Linked DNA regions of Anas platyrhynchos: region 2 is linked to region 1. The links are chromatin contacts, called in public Hi-C maps. All regions are on one chromosome and are shown on one strand. The core of a region is the stretch at or near the end of the contact, and the rest is flanking DNA. Distances in the headings are between cores, read along the strand shown. Region 1 overlaps TTC3 (tetratricopeptide repeat domain 3). Region 2 overlaps DYRK1A (dual specificity tyrosine phosphorylation regulated kinase 1A).

The links. Hi-C and Micro-C count contacts between places; a contact is called where the count stands out from the background.
Region 2: a contact with region 1 is called in a Hi-C map of subcutaneous adipose tissue, with 2.2 times the contacts expected there. The contact joins two enhancer-like sites. A contact is called at or near these places in 5 of 8 Hi-C or Micro-C datasets (F1 follicle, liver, skeletal muscle and 1 more).

The regions. Positions count from the first base shown.
Region 1 is chr1:112,538,064-112,543,831 of IASCAAS_PekinDuck_T2T, forward strand. TTC3 (tetratricopeptide repeat domain 3) reads left to right here. Exons shown (of 46, transcript XM_027449124.3): 42 at 293-714; 43 at 1,164-1,284; 44 at 1,431-1,661; 45 at 1,876-1,965; 46 at 2,248-3,159. The coding sequence ends at 2,358. Among named protein-coding and RNA genes, the nearest start is that of VPS26C, 26 kb to the right of the region's middle. Within about 2 kb of position 4,083, at least 5 of the 8 cell types and tissues checked have an H3K27ac peak or open chromatin away from gene starts, as enhancers often do. A contact at or near this core is called in F1 follicle and subcutaneous adipose tissue, where this site is marked.
Region 2 is chr1:112,658,032-112,663,907 of IASCAAS_PekinDuck_T2T, forward strand. It overlaps DYRK1A (dual specificity tyrosine phosphorylation regulated kinase 1A), which reads left to right. Exons shown (of 12, transcript XM_027449121.3): 4 at 3,458-3,550; 5 at 4,019-4,207; 6 at 4,864-5,011. Among named protein-coding and RNA genes, the nearest start is that of DYRK1A, 75 kb to the left of the region's middle. Within about 2 kb of position 2,895, at least 2 of the 8 cell types and tissues checked have an H3K27ac peak or open chromatin away from gene starts, as enhancers often do. A contact at or near this core is called in F1 follicle and subcutaneous adipose tissue, where this site is marked.

The DNA of each region.
Region 1 (5,768 bases), core at 2,833-5,332:
ACCTAAGCCTTCAGTAAACCCAGAATAAGTAAAAGTAACAGCTGTAATACATATATACTGCCCTATTTCGTTTAATGTCTTAATGCAAGCTGGTTGTCTGTATGTAGTAAGTATTAAAGAGCACTTTTGTATGATATTTTTACCTAGGTAGAACAAGTTCAGATACATTGATATGACCTTTCAGCTCCTTCTCATGGCCAAAACGTAGCCTAGTTCATGCTGCAAATGCTCAAGAGTTCCGCTCGATTTATTTTAATTACTATTTTTCTTGTGGAATCTGTTTATTTCCTAGAGAAAACAAAGCAGACTGGCTATCAGTGATCCAGCTGTTGTCGTGTACTCCTCTGCATCTGCACAACCTAATTTACTTCCAGCGTTTTCAAGTTCTAAAGATCAAGGTCCAACAACTGCTTCATTTAATGCACAGGCTGGTGTTAAGCCAGCACCTGCAAGTTCTAAGTCTCATTCTGCAAGTGATGGAGCAGTGAAAAAACATTCCAAACCTCTGGAAGGATCATATGCCGATAAAGTTTCATTAACTTGTCCATCAAGGATTTCTGGAAATAATACTCAGAATATCCAAGCAAACCAATCCCACCACGATGATTCAGCTACACGTATGAGGCCCCCTGGAATTCCAAACAACGCATTGCCTCCAGAAACATTTGAAAATATTATTGCACGTCTACAAACTATATTTCCAGGCTACAGCAGGTAATTTTAATGTGTACAGTGTTGTGTTGGGCAATAAAAATTCTAATCATTCAATGATAAAAGTACCAAAACAATTGATTTTTTAGTAGATGACTCCTATTTTATAAGATGAATTTTCTTAAAACATTAGTTTCTTTCCCTTGTTCAGTGAGACATTCCTTAAGGGAACAGACCTACAGAGTTTCCTCAGTGTCCTCGCTTAGAAGCACCAGCAAACAGAACTAGTAGTGTTTTATTTTTATGATTTAAAGTAGGTAGATCCTAGTTATTGAGAAGTGTTGGAAGCAGGTGCTTGCTGCAGTTCATCTGAGACGTTAGTGTCTTAGTTAACGGAGCAGTAGGCTCTACTGCTATGAATCAAACATGGAAAATAGTGTTTTCCAACACTGTGATTATGTGTACAATAGCCATAGTGTTACTAATTGGTAACAATGTCATTTTTATTTCAGTTCAACCCTTACCAAGTTCATAAAAGATGTACAGAGAAGAAATGGGAATACATTGTTAAGCTTGAGCTCCACTGAAATTCTAAGAAGAGTGACAGATCTTATTCTGGACCAGCAAAATAAGGTACTGTTGTAGTTGCTGCCATTTCTGCTGTTCACCTCTGATGGTGGAAATAACACAGCGCATTTCAGAAGAGAAAGCACGTTTTTCTTTGCTGTCAGGCTCTGAACTGTGAACCTGCTCAAAATTCTTACCCAATACCTGTCTAGGCATCAGCTTCAACAGAGAGACCTGTGAAGTCCGTATCTGCTTCAGCAGGACAGACTGGGACTTGGAGTCAGGAAGTATCTGCAGAAGAAAATGTACCCAGCCCACCCAAGGCAAGACCTGTGCACAAAAATGCCTCGAGTCAAAATACATATCCAGCTCAGCCAAATCTCCAGCCATGGGGAAATGTTGGAGCAATACCTAAATCTAAATGGAAAAAAATAGACTCTACAGTAAGTTCTCCACTATTTAATACATTTCAACTTATTACCCTGTACTACTTATGAGATGCGAAATAATTAGGTGCATTGCTGGAAAAAATAATCAGGACTTGCTCATTTTGTGGACAAAACCTTAAATAGACTTGGTTAAAGTTAATAATATCATTACATTAGTAGAATTCAATGATTAATTGTTGCTAGCTTTCAAGTAACATTTTTTGTACAGGCCTCCAGTGATGATCCTTGCACCATATGTCATGATGAGCTAAGTAGAGACTCATGTGAACTGGAATGTGGGCATCATTTTCACAGAGAGGTAAGGATTCTTGTTCTTATCACTTAGATGCAAATGTTTACTCTTTGTTCAATTGTACAGTCAGTTTACTTCTTAACTTTTTCCCCCTCATCCTCTACTACCTGGAGTTAAAAACAATAATACATAGTTTTCTGTTGCGTACTTTGTGCACCGTACTTTGTGCATGTTGAAAAGTTTCGAGTTTTAGATCTCAACTATGATAATTCATCAGAATGAATTTAAGCTGATCTCTTGATACCAGACTTGGACTGTTTCCTCAACATAATCTTCCCGTTCTTGCAGTGCATTAGAAAATGGCTAAAGGAACATTCAAGTACCTGCCCTATCTGCCGCAATCACGTTCTGTTACCTGAAGACTTTCCTGAGCTTCCTGCAAGAAAAAAATATACCTAAATCTTGTTTTATTTAATGCATAGTAAGATGTAAAGTGGCTGCAGATAAATAACCATTATGACAAGGAATGGAAATGTGATGCCTAGGAAGAGGCTGATCCCTGGTTTTGCTGGAAAGGACAGCAGAACTCATTCTCGTCCAGTATTTAACGCGTGGCTGGAAGCCACGAGATGCAGGTACTGCCACAGCACCTACACTATCAAGTTAGTATACTCCAAAATCCAGCACTTCTCCTGGTTGCTGCCTGAATGCATGCAGCTGATGTAGTTCAGAGGCCAGAATCACACAAAGCTGGTAGGTTTTTTTGCTAAGGGGTTAAAACTACCATATCTACTTTTCTCAAAGGATGGTTATGCCTATGAACAATTCCTGTAAAAAGTGCGTGTGGAGTCCTTCAGAGCTGATTCTACACTGAAAATAAATTCTAATATCAAACAAATTGGTGAGCTGAATGACAGACTACAACTTGGAACAACCAATCCACTACCTTTTCATAGTATAAACAATAACAACTTAAATGCAGGATTCAAATCAGGATTTTTGTAATCATTTTGAATACGGTTCATACAATTTCAACTCCTTTTTTCCACATAAATCTACAACTCATAATTCAGATTGTTTAAATAATGACTTCTTACAACAGTTTGAAGCAAGAAGTTTATTCTTGTCATTCCTTCTGTTTGTACATCACTTATTTGGAATAATATGACTCAATTTTTTAATGTGAAAATGTCTTAAATATCCCTCATAGTTGAGCTGATCTGTCTAAACTGGAATTAAACATTTTTTATTTTTGATGAAGCAATAGAGTGCATTTGTATTCTGTGTGTGAATTGTGGTTTACGAGCAGTGTGAGGTATGCAATACAAACAGCTCAAAGAATAGTTACCTTACTGCTTCAAAAGTTGGAACCTGCCAGAATAAGTACCCCTTTTCATTGTAAAAAATTGTTTCAGATGGCCAGAAGACCAGGGCTAGATAGTGTACACTGGTAGCGTAAACACTGAAAATACAGTGAGTATGACTGTTTGGGTACAAGCAGTATTAAGCTGATTATTTGAGATTAGGTAAGTCTAATGGATCATTTGTTTCCCCAAGTGGAGTATGTATACTACAGAGGAAGTTTTAAACTATCTCGAGATACGTCAGTATGCTAATTGGAACTTGGATCAGAAATAAAATTGCTGCTGCAGCTCACGTGGTGTTCTTTTATTTTAATGTTTTTGCTAGGTATGAGTTACTGATGAGTAAACTACTATTTGCTATAGGGCTAAGGCACTGTATAGCCAAAGAATTTGGTACTGTGCTGCTCAGCACTACACCACTTGCATCCTTTTCAGCTTCCATTATTTTCCTAGTGTGGGGGGGAAATATATTCATTAGACTTCTTCAGTTGTTCACAGAAGCAGCCCAGGTCCTTGCCCCTTAGGCCACTTTTCCAGGGCAGAGGGATCCTTGACCTGCTAAGCAGTGGCAAAGCAGTCCCACAAGCCATGGTCGACTATTTGGTGTTTTCCAAACAGAATATAACTTAAAATGGGTAAGTTGGCTGTGAAAACGGGTAAGGCAACACTTAGTGTTAATGCAGAGTTAATGAATTGATATTTGTGTATGTTCACACTTGTTATCAGCCAGTCTTATTTTTTCCCTATACTCACAGCACCGATAAGAGCCCAGGTTGCTAAGCAAGCGGGGTGATTTTTAATCTGTGCTCCTTTTTCTCTTCCCTGACTCGCAGAAACCACAAGAATTTTTACTGATAGGCAGAAGGGGTTTATTCACATCTTTAATAAGGAGGCCTTAGAGCAGACAAAAAAAAAAGAAACACGATCTATCTCTAAGACGTTTAAGACTAAGTTTTTATGGAGATGAGAAGTCTCAGACTCTTTAATGGTAAGTATGTGTAGATAAGCCTACTTCATTTCCAGACTAGGACAAGGTACAGCCTTGCTCTGCCTAGGATTCCCAACTTAAGGATATACACTGTGTGCTAAATGATTATTGCTGCAGTGTCAGGATGCTGTTGACCTTTTTCTTTATACATGAAAGGTCTGTGAAATGCTCCATAATTACGTTAGAAGTAATCTGGACTCCTCTCACGCATTGATACCAATTTCTAATCCGCAATGACCACTTCTAGGCAGCTTAGCACAGATACTGTAACATTAATCCTTGGCTTCCTGTCAAAGCTGCTTCTGGAAGACCAAGAGCGTTTCAGGGAGCAATTGGAGCACTCACTCCAGACCAGGATTTTTCAGCTGTCCGTGCTGGATTTCTGACCCACCAGGCCCCTGGGATCATCATGGTGCAGGCAGAGAGGCGATTGAGTAGGGTGTAGGTAAGAGATCTGCTGCTGCAGATGCTATGGCCAGAGGCAGGATCAAACACCAGTGCATTTTCAAGTAACCTCTGTGTGAAGTGCTACTGCTGCCTCAGCTGTGAGCAGCAGGTGGCACTCCTTTAACATCGTGCAGACTAGAAGCAGGAACTTGTTTTCCAGTAATCATCCTGTGCTGGTTCTTGATCTTGCACAAGTGTTTATTTCCAGTAAATGGGGGGTGGGGCACAGTAGTCAGGGAGGTTGTTGGTTTTTTTTTTTTTTTTTTTTTTTTTTTTTTTTTAATATACATTAGACTGTTGTAAGACATTAAAGTAACACCTTAATTGTTTTCCTGAAGTATAGCTGATACCAAATCGTGGCCTAAGCCAGAATTACATTTTCATGCTTGGCAATGCTGCTAGATAAAGCTATAGGAAGTTGTTTTGGGCAGTTTTCTTAATTCTTTTTAGGTTGTCATCTTGACACTCAAACTTGATGTAATTCTATATATTCAGCCTACCTCTGTTCCACACAAAAAAATTATGAAAAAATCACAGAAGAACATTGTGGCTGTTCTGTTGACTTTAACGAACACCAAAATCCACAACCTGTTCTTGGGAAGGTTAATTCTTGCTGAAATGGTTTTCCCATCTAGTGCCGGCCTTGACAGTTTACATGTACCTTTAAGATGTAGTATTAGAAATGTTGTAATGTCTTTCTCAATGTGAAACTGTATCTTACCTTCACAAATGCCTTTCCTGGTGTTTACAGTTCTATGTTGATCAGGTGACAATATTAACCTACCTATTTAAAGACTGAATCGCCTGTCTCCCTTGGAACGGTAACTTACATCATGAGGAATCATATCCTAAAGGCACAAGGTCCACAGCACAGAAGTTTATGGAGTTTTTCCCTTACTTGGTACAGTCTGCCCTCTGAATGGGATGGGTCTGCAACAACACAGTGATGCTGTTTGTCATCTAAGTCATTCCTTTTTCACCTCATTCCTTTTTTAAAGCTGAAACATCTTTAAGTCTAATAAGAGGAAAGATGGTAAAATGCCAAGAATAAGCATGTTCTTAAGCTAAAA
Region 2 (5,876 bases), core at 1,645-4,144, 120 kb after region 1:
TCATGCTGCCATTCCAGGTAGCTGTGCTAATGCTATGAAGGCATCAGTGTGGACCAGTCAGAATGCAGTGGATATTTACTGACATACGTAACTGTAATTAAAGTAGTTTTTTGTCTCTCAGTCTTGAAATATCTTTTGATTTTGTTCAATCTTCAGGAAGATCTGAGGCTGCAGTGTTGCTGTCTGGCCACCAGATAGAGACTGGAGCTTGCAAAATAGGATTATTTTTTTTTTCTGTCATTGAATGTTCTTTAAAACCAAGAGGGAAATTGTTATTACCCGATGATAAAGAATTTATGAGTGTTACTGTGTAAAATGGATAATGAGAGCTTTGTTCCATAATCCTACATCACCAGGAAAGAACGGAGCAAGAATCTCAAGAAGAATCTTGGAGGAAGAAGAAGGGAATGTTAAAAATTTTGCAGTATAACAAGGGCAGGAAGAAAAGGTCAACTCCCTCTCCTCTCTCACCCAGACTTTCTTAAGAACCCAGAATAGCAAATTAATATCTGTTAAAAAGTTCATATGGGTCAAGTGAGTCCTCAGAAATATATGATTGTCTAAATGCACAGTTAAAAGAACAGTTTTCAGTCAGGATCCTGGCTATGAACAGCATAAGAGGTAGCCTGCAGAGTTTTAATTATTTGTGATTAGGGAACAGCATTAAATTATTATTTTTTCCCCCTAGCATTGAGATTAGATTTTTTTTTCCCTAAGTAAGGAAATTTGACTTCTAAATTAGAAGATAAACACGAACATTTCTTGTACAAATTCCCTTTCCAAGGTAGAGTGATCCTATGTCTGAATTGTTGATCTGAACTACTGAGTTCTTCTGTCCTGAGGCTGTTTCCTCAAATCTCTAACCTGCCATACTGGGGACTGTGATGGTCGTATCAGCTTAGGTGGAAGAGTGGTCTCTGCAAGTATTTGTGCACCGGTTTCTTTTACCAGCAAAATCTATGGATGTTACTAAGTTCCAATAATTTCTTTCAATCAAGTTCAGAAATTTAAGAGAAATTCCTGCATTTCACAAGGCTGTGGCAGTGATGGTTGTGATTAGGACTAGATGCTGTTGAGGTGTTTAGTGATGTGGTGCAAAAGAACCAAAAATGATTGTATTTAGGTGTGATTTGTTTCATGATTAACATCTGTTTGACAGATGAGAGGAAGGAACAAAAATATTTCGTAAACGTCAAATAGCTTGTTTAGAAAATTTTAAAACAGACCTTCCTGATGTATACAGAACGGTCACGGGCTTGTAGTCAAAATGAATTAAGGGCTTAATTTCTTAAAGCTGCTGAAAGGAAAGTGATGGTAGGGGGCACATCCAGAAGTGAATGGATTTGAGCAAACATCTAGGACGTACGTGGCTTGGGTCAAAAGTCCCTGAGGAAGGTTTAACTGGATTACATTTTCTCTGAGAAAGTCTCTAATCAGAAAGCCTGGAAGTCAGCAGTCTTGCATGGATGCAGAAACGGTATGTAGACATATTTAGGGTGGTGTACATCAGGACTGTGAGCTGCAGTTCAGGCTCCGCTGAGCCTGTAGCTGTTGGGAGTCCCAGCCTTGCACAGATGCAGTCAGGTTGCTGGCAGCCTCTTGGCTTTTTTGCTCTTTTTAGCTCTTGAGCTCATTGGTCTTCCTTCTCAATCTCTTGTGCTCTCTCTCTTGTTTTTCTTAGGTTATTTCTGTATCTGCTTGTCCACAGGAAGAAGACGCGATCTTAACTTTCTAGTGTGGCACTGTCTGGGTACCTGGGTTCAGATACCCAGACTCTTTATTATATCTGTTTGTGAAAACCTTTCTGGGTCACTTCAACATATTTTATTTATTTATTGGGTTCTTGAGCAAAAAGAAATAAAAAAAGCTATTTGCACAGCCACAGTCAGAAGTATTAAGCAGTACTGTAAAAGACAGAGGAGCAGTTGTACTTTTCCAGTTCCTTTATTATTTCAGCAATACTTATGTATAAATCAGTTTCATTATTTTTGTTGACAGCTTATGCTCTTTCCGCAGCTCTGCGGGAGGCTGAGTATCAGTTCAGCTGTAATGGGAGGCAGCAGATGAGATTAAGCACTTGGAAGTGAAGAGAGTTATGAGCCTAAGCATGTTTGCTGGTGTGAGATGAGATGATGTGAGATGAGAGCTGGATGGCTGAGTGTGATGGTGTGCATTCGGCTAGACCTCAGCACTGGGTATGAAAAGAGCTTAACATGTGAAACAAGCTGAGTAACCCAACTTGCTGTGTGGTTTCTTGTCATTGGGAAGAGAAGGAACAGAGAGAGGCAGGCTATAGGGGACCAGTCACACCGACTAAACCCCTTGCTCTCTGTCCCAGCTCTCCTTCTGACACTCACTGCGAGACAGAGGGGTTGCTGGAGCTTGTCTAGTGGCACAATTGTGCTGTTAAGTAAGTGTATGTTGAACAGGTTAGCCAGCTTTAGCCAAATTGCTTGGTTTCTTTAGAGTTTTCATTTATTTATTTATTTATTTATTTATTTTTCTTCCCTGATGACACTAACTGCCTCTACCTTGACACTTGGAACTTAATCTTTCAGAGATTTCAGACAAATCCCAAGGAGGAATGGATATTGTTTAGTAGATACAGAAGCTACATGGGATGTGTTAGCAAGGAAAAAAGAGGCACACAAATAACTGTTTCACACAGAAGTCCTATCTCTTTAGGAAGCCAATATCAAAAATACACTACTGTTGAAGATGTTCTTGTTTTAAAAGTAGTCAGTGTTAGGAAACACCAATGAGCAACATACACACCTTTTCAGGGGTGTTGTTTAAACTTGGTAGGTATGGTGTTGGTGAGCGTGCTTTAGATTTCTTTGGATTTATTTTAATTTTTTAGACTAATCAAGGCAATATCATTGCCTTGATACTCAAGGCAATATCATTATCATTGCCTTGATAATCAAGGCAATATCATTGCCTTGATACTGCAAAGCATACTAGAACTGAGTTTCTTGGTTTGGAATTTAATGTAGTTTTAATGTGGCAAATTGCCACAGTTCTCCAGAAGGCATACTCGTTAACTTCCACTTGTGGTTTGAATGCTGCTGTACATTAAATACACTTACAGCCCATGTATCAGTCGTGAGTAAAGCAGGAATGTCAGCATGTTACTACTCTGTGTTACCAAATGAGATGTATTTTTAACTAAAGAAGACTGTTTATAGGGATTAAGCCTGTTAGGTATACTGAGAAGAGGTAGGCATCTTGGGATTTATTTATTTATTGTTGAATAAATGTATTAAAAAGTAACTGCACTAAATGTTATTTTCTTTGATTCCTGTATTTGTTTTTCTTTTCTTTGTCAGCTCAAATAAAAAAAGATGTTACAATGAAAAAGCTCATTTCTGTGTAGATTATCTCAATTTGTTGAAGTTATTAAATATAATTGAAGTTGATGCTTATTTCTAATGTATCTAATATTATCATATTACAGAGGCGAATGCCCCAAACTTTCCGTGATCCAGCTACTGCTCCTTTGAGGAAACTCTCCGTAGATTTGATTAAAACATACAAGCATATTAATGAGGTAATGGCTCCAGCTATCTTTGTTTTGTGTATTGATATGAATTTGTTGTTTGAATTATGTTATTAAGTACATTTTCTGTGAATTGTACTGCATCTTCTGCTGCCATTGTTTTGGATTCTTTCTTGCAGAGTGAACTGCTCATTTGACCGTAAATTAAAGAAATTGTACATTATTTTATTAGAGCTTAAAATGACTGCAAAGTACAGAAGTATTTCTATACCTGTTACATTGTGTCCCCAAAAAAAGTTTGTTTCTGTTACATGTAGGACAGTAAAGGAGAGAGAGAATCTAGCCTATTGCCCCCACTCCCTTGTTGCTCCCCCCTCCATCTTGAGTAATATCATTTTTGAAGTTGTTTATTTGAAGGATCCACAATACAAATCACTAACATTTTTGAAATAGAGCTGGCTTGATATAGCTCTGTATTTTCAAAGGTAACTGAGTAAGCAATATACTTTTCATGTTTAGGTTTACTATGCAAAAAAAAAACGGCGGCATCAACAGGGCCAAGGAGATGATTCCAGTCACAAAAAGGAGCGAAAAGTTTACAACGATGGCTATGATGATGATAACTATGACTATATTGTAAAAAATGGGGAGAAGTGGATGGATCGTTATGAAATTGACTCCTTAATAGGCAAAGGATCCTTTGGACAGGTAATGTATATCAGCTGTGCAATCTGTAATTTGTGTGAATGGTAATATGCATATAATTTAAAGTGCCATTCTTATTTCATTTTGAAATTCAGCTGTCTTTTTCTTAATTCTACTATGCTGAAGTGCCTGCTCAAGGCATTTGTATTTTGTGCTGTTTCTTGTTACCACATATAATGTTTGAATATACTTCAGTATATTTAAACTGTTAATGTGCTTTGCAAATGAGCAAATCTTCAGCCTTTTGTCATCATTTCACATTTTTAGCTATTTGTTTTGGGTTTTTGTTTTAAAACAATGGTCTAATGCTAGGGATAACCTATTCTTTGCAGTAAGGTTTGTTTTTACTATTGGTATTTTTTTTCATGTTCTGCAAGTCATTTTACAATATTGTTTTTGTTGATTTACTGCTTGCATTTGGGTACAATACTTGCCTTAGGTCCAGCTCAGTGAAGCCTTTGCTCTGTTTTGCAACGTCACTACAATAAACTCCATGTTATCAGTTGTGGCTTTATTGTAGCATCTAGGAAGAAAATTAACTGGAAAGAACAAAAGTTGTAAAAAAATTCTGTAAATTCTGGTATGTTTAAAAAGGGTTTTGCAGAATTTTGGAAACTGAAGCAGAGAGATGACTTACATGTTTGTCTTTTTTCTTTCAGGTTGTAAAGGCTTATGATCGAGTGGAACAGGAGTGGGTGGCTATAAAAATAATAAAAAATAAGAAAGCTTTCCTAAACCAAGCCCAGATTGAAGTGCGACTGCTTGAGCTTATGAACAAACATGACACTGAGATGAAGTACTATATAGGTATTCAGATATTTTTCTTATTTTTTATTTAATCAAATTATTAGTATTTTAGGTTTTGATATATAGTGTAGGGTGCTGCAACTAATGTTTTTGGTGCTAACAAAATGAAATAATACAACTTTTAATAGTAGTTTTCAGTGTAAATTACCTTGCATAAACAACAGATTGCTTTGCAGCAGGACTAGATTTAGAAGAAAAACGTGTAAAAAGTTTTGGGATAACAGATAATATGAAATAAGTAGTTTTATGGCTAGCTTGTTCATTATTTTTTGATTGTGCTTATTTAAAAAGCTCAACATTTCATGTTACAAAACTGAGATAAAACTTCTGTAATAGTTAAGACTTGCCTGTTTAGATCTCAGAAAATATTTCTAAAGCTTATAATTCTGACTGTTCCTGTAGACTGTCATGCTATTCCATGAGGTTATTATCATAATGCTAATTGAACTTTGTAGTCACGATGAAGTAAGTTGGTCAGCTCAGATAAAAAGTTTTTTAAATCCTGTCTGTTCTCTGAAGTGGAGTATTGGGCAAAAATGTGATGGAAGGACAGCATGTTGTAAAGAGAGATAGAAAACTGTGAAAGATAATAATTTAAGAAATGAAATTGATTTTAAACATTTTTATCTTAGTTTGCAGGAGTTGAAATACTAACAACTGTACTCTTCAGGTTTGCATGTATATGTTGGATCACTAATTTTTCTTTCTGCAATTTGTAAAGAAACCCTTAAAATAATGTTAGTACACATGGCTGTTAAATTATCTGATGACTATTCAGTTACATTTTAACTTTTTAATGGAGTATTATCTTTATAAAACATTTTATGTATACAGTTTAAAAGTTTTTAATGTACTTTTAACTCTA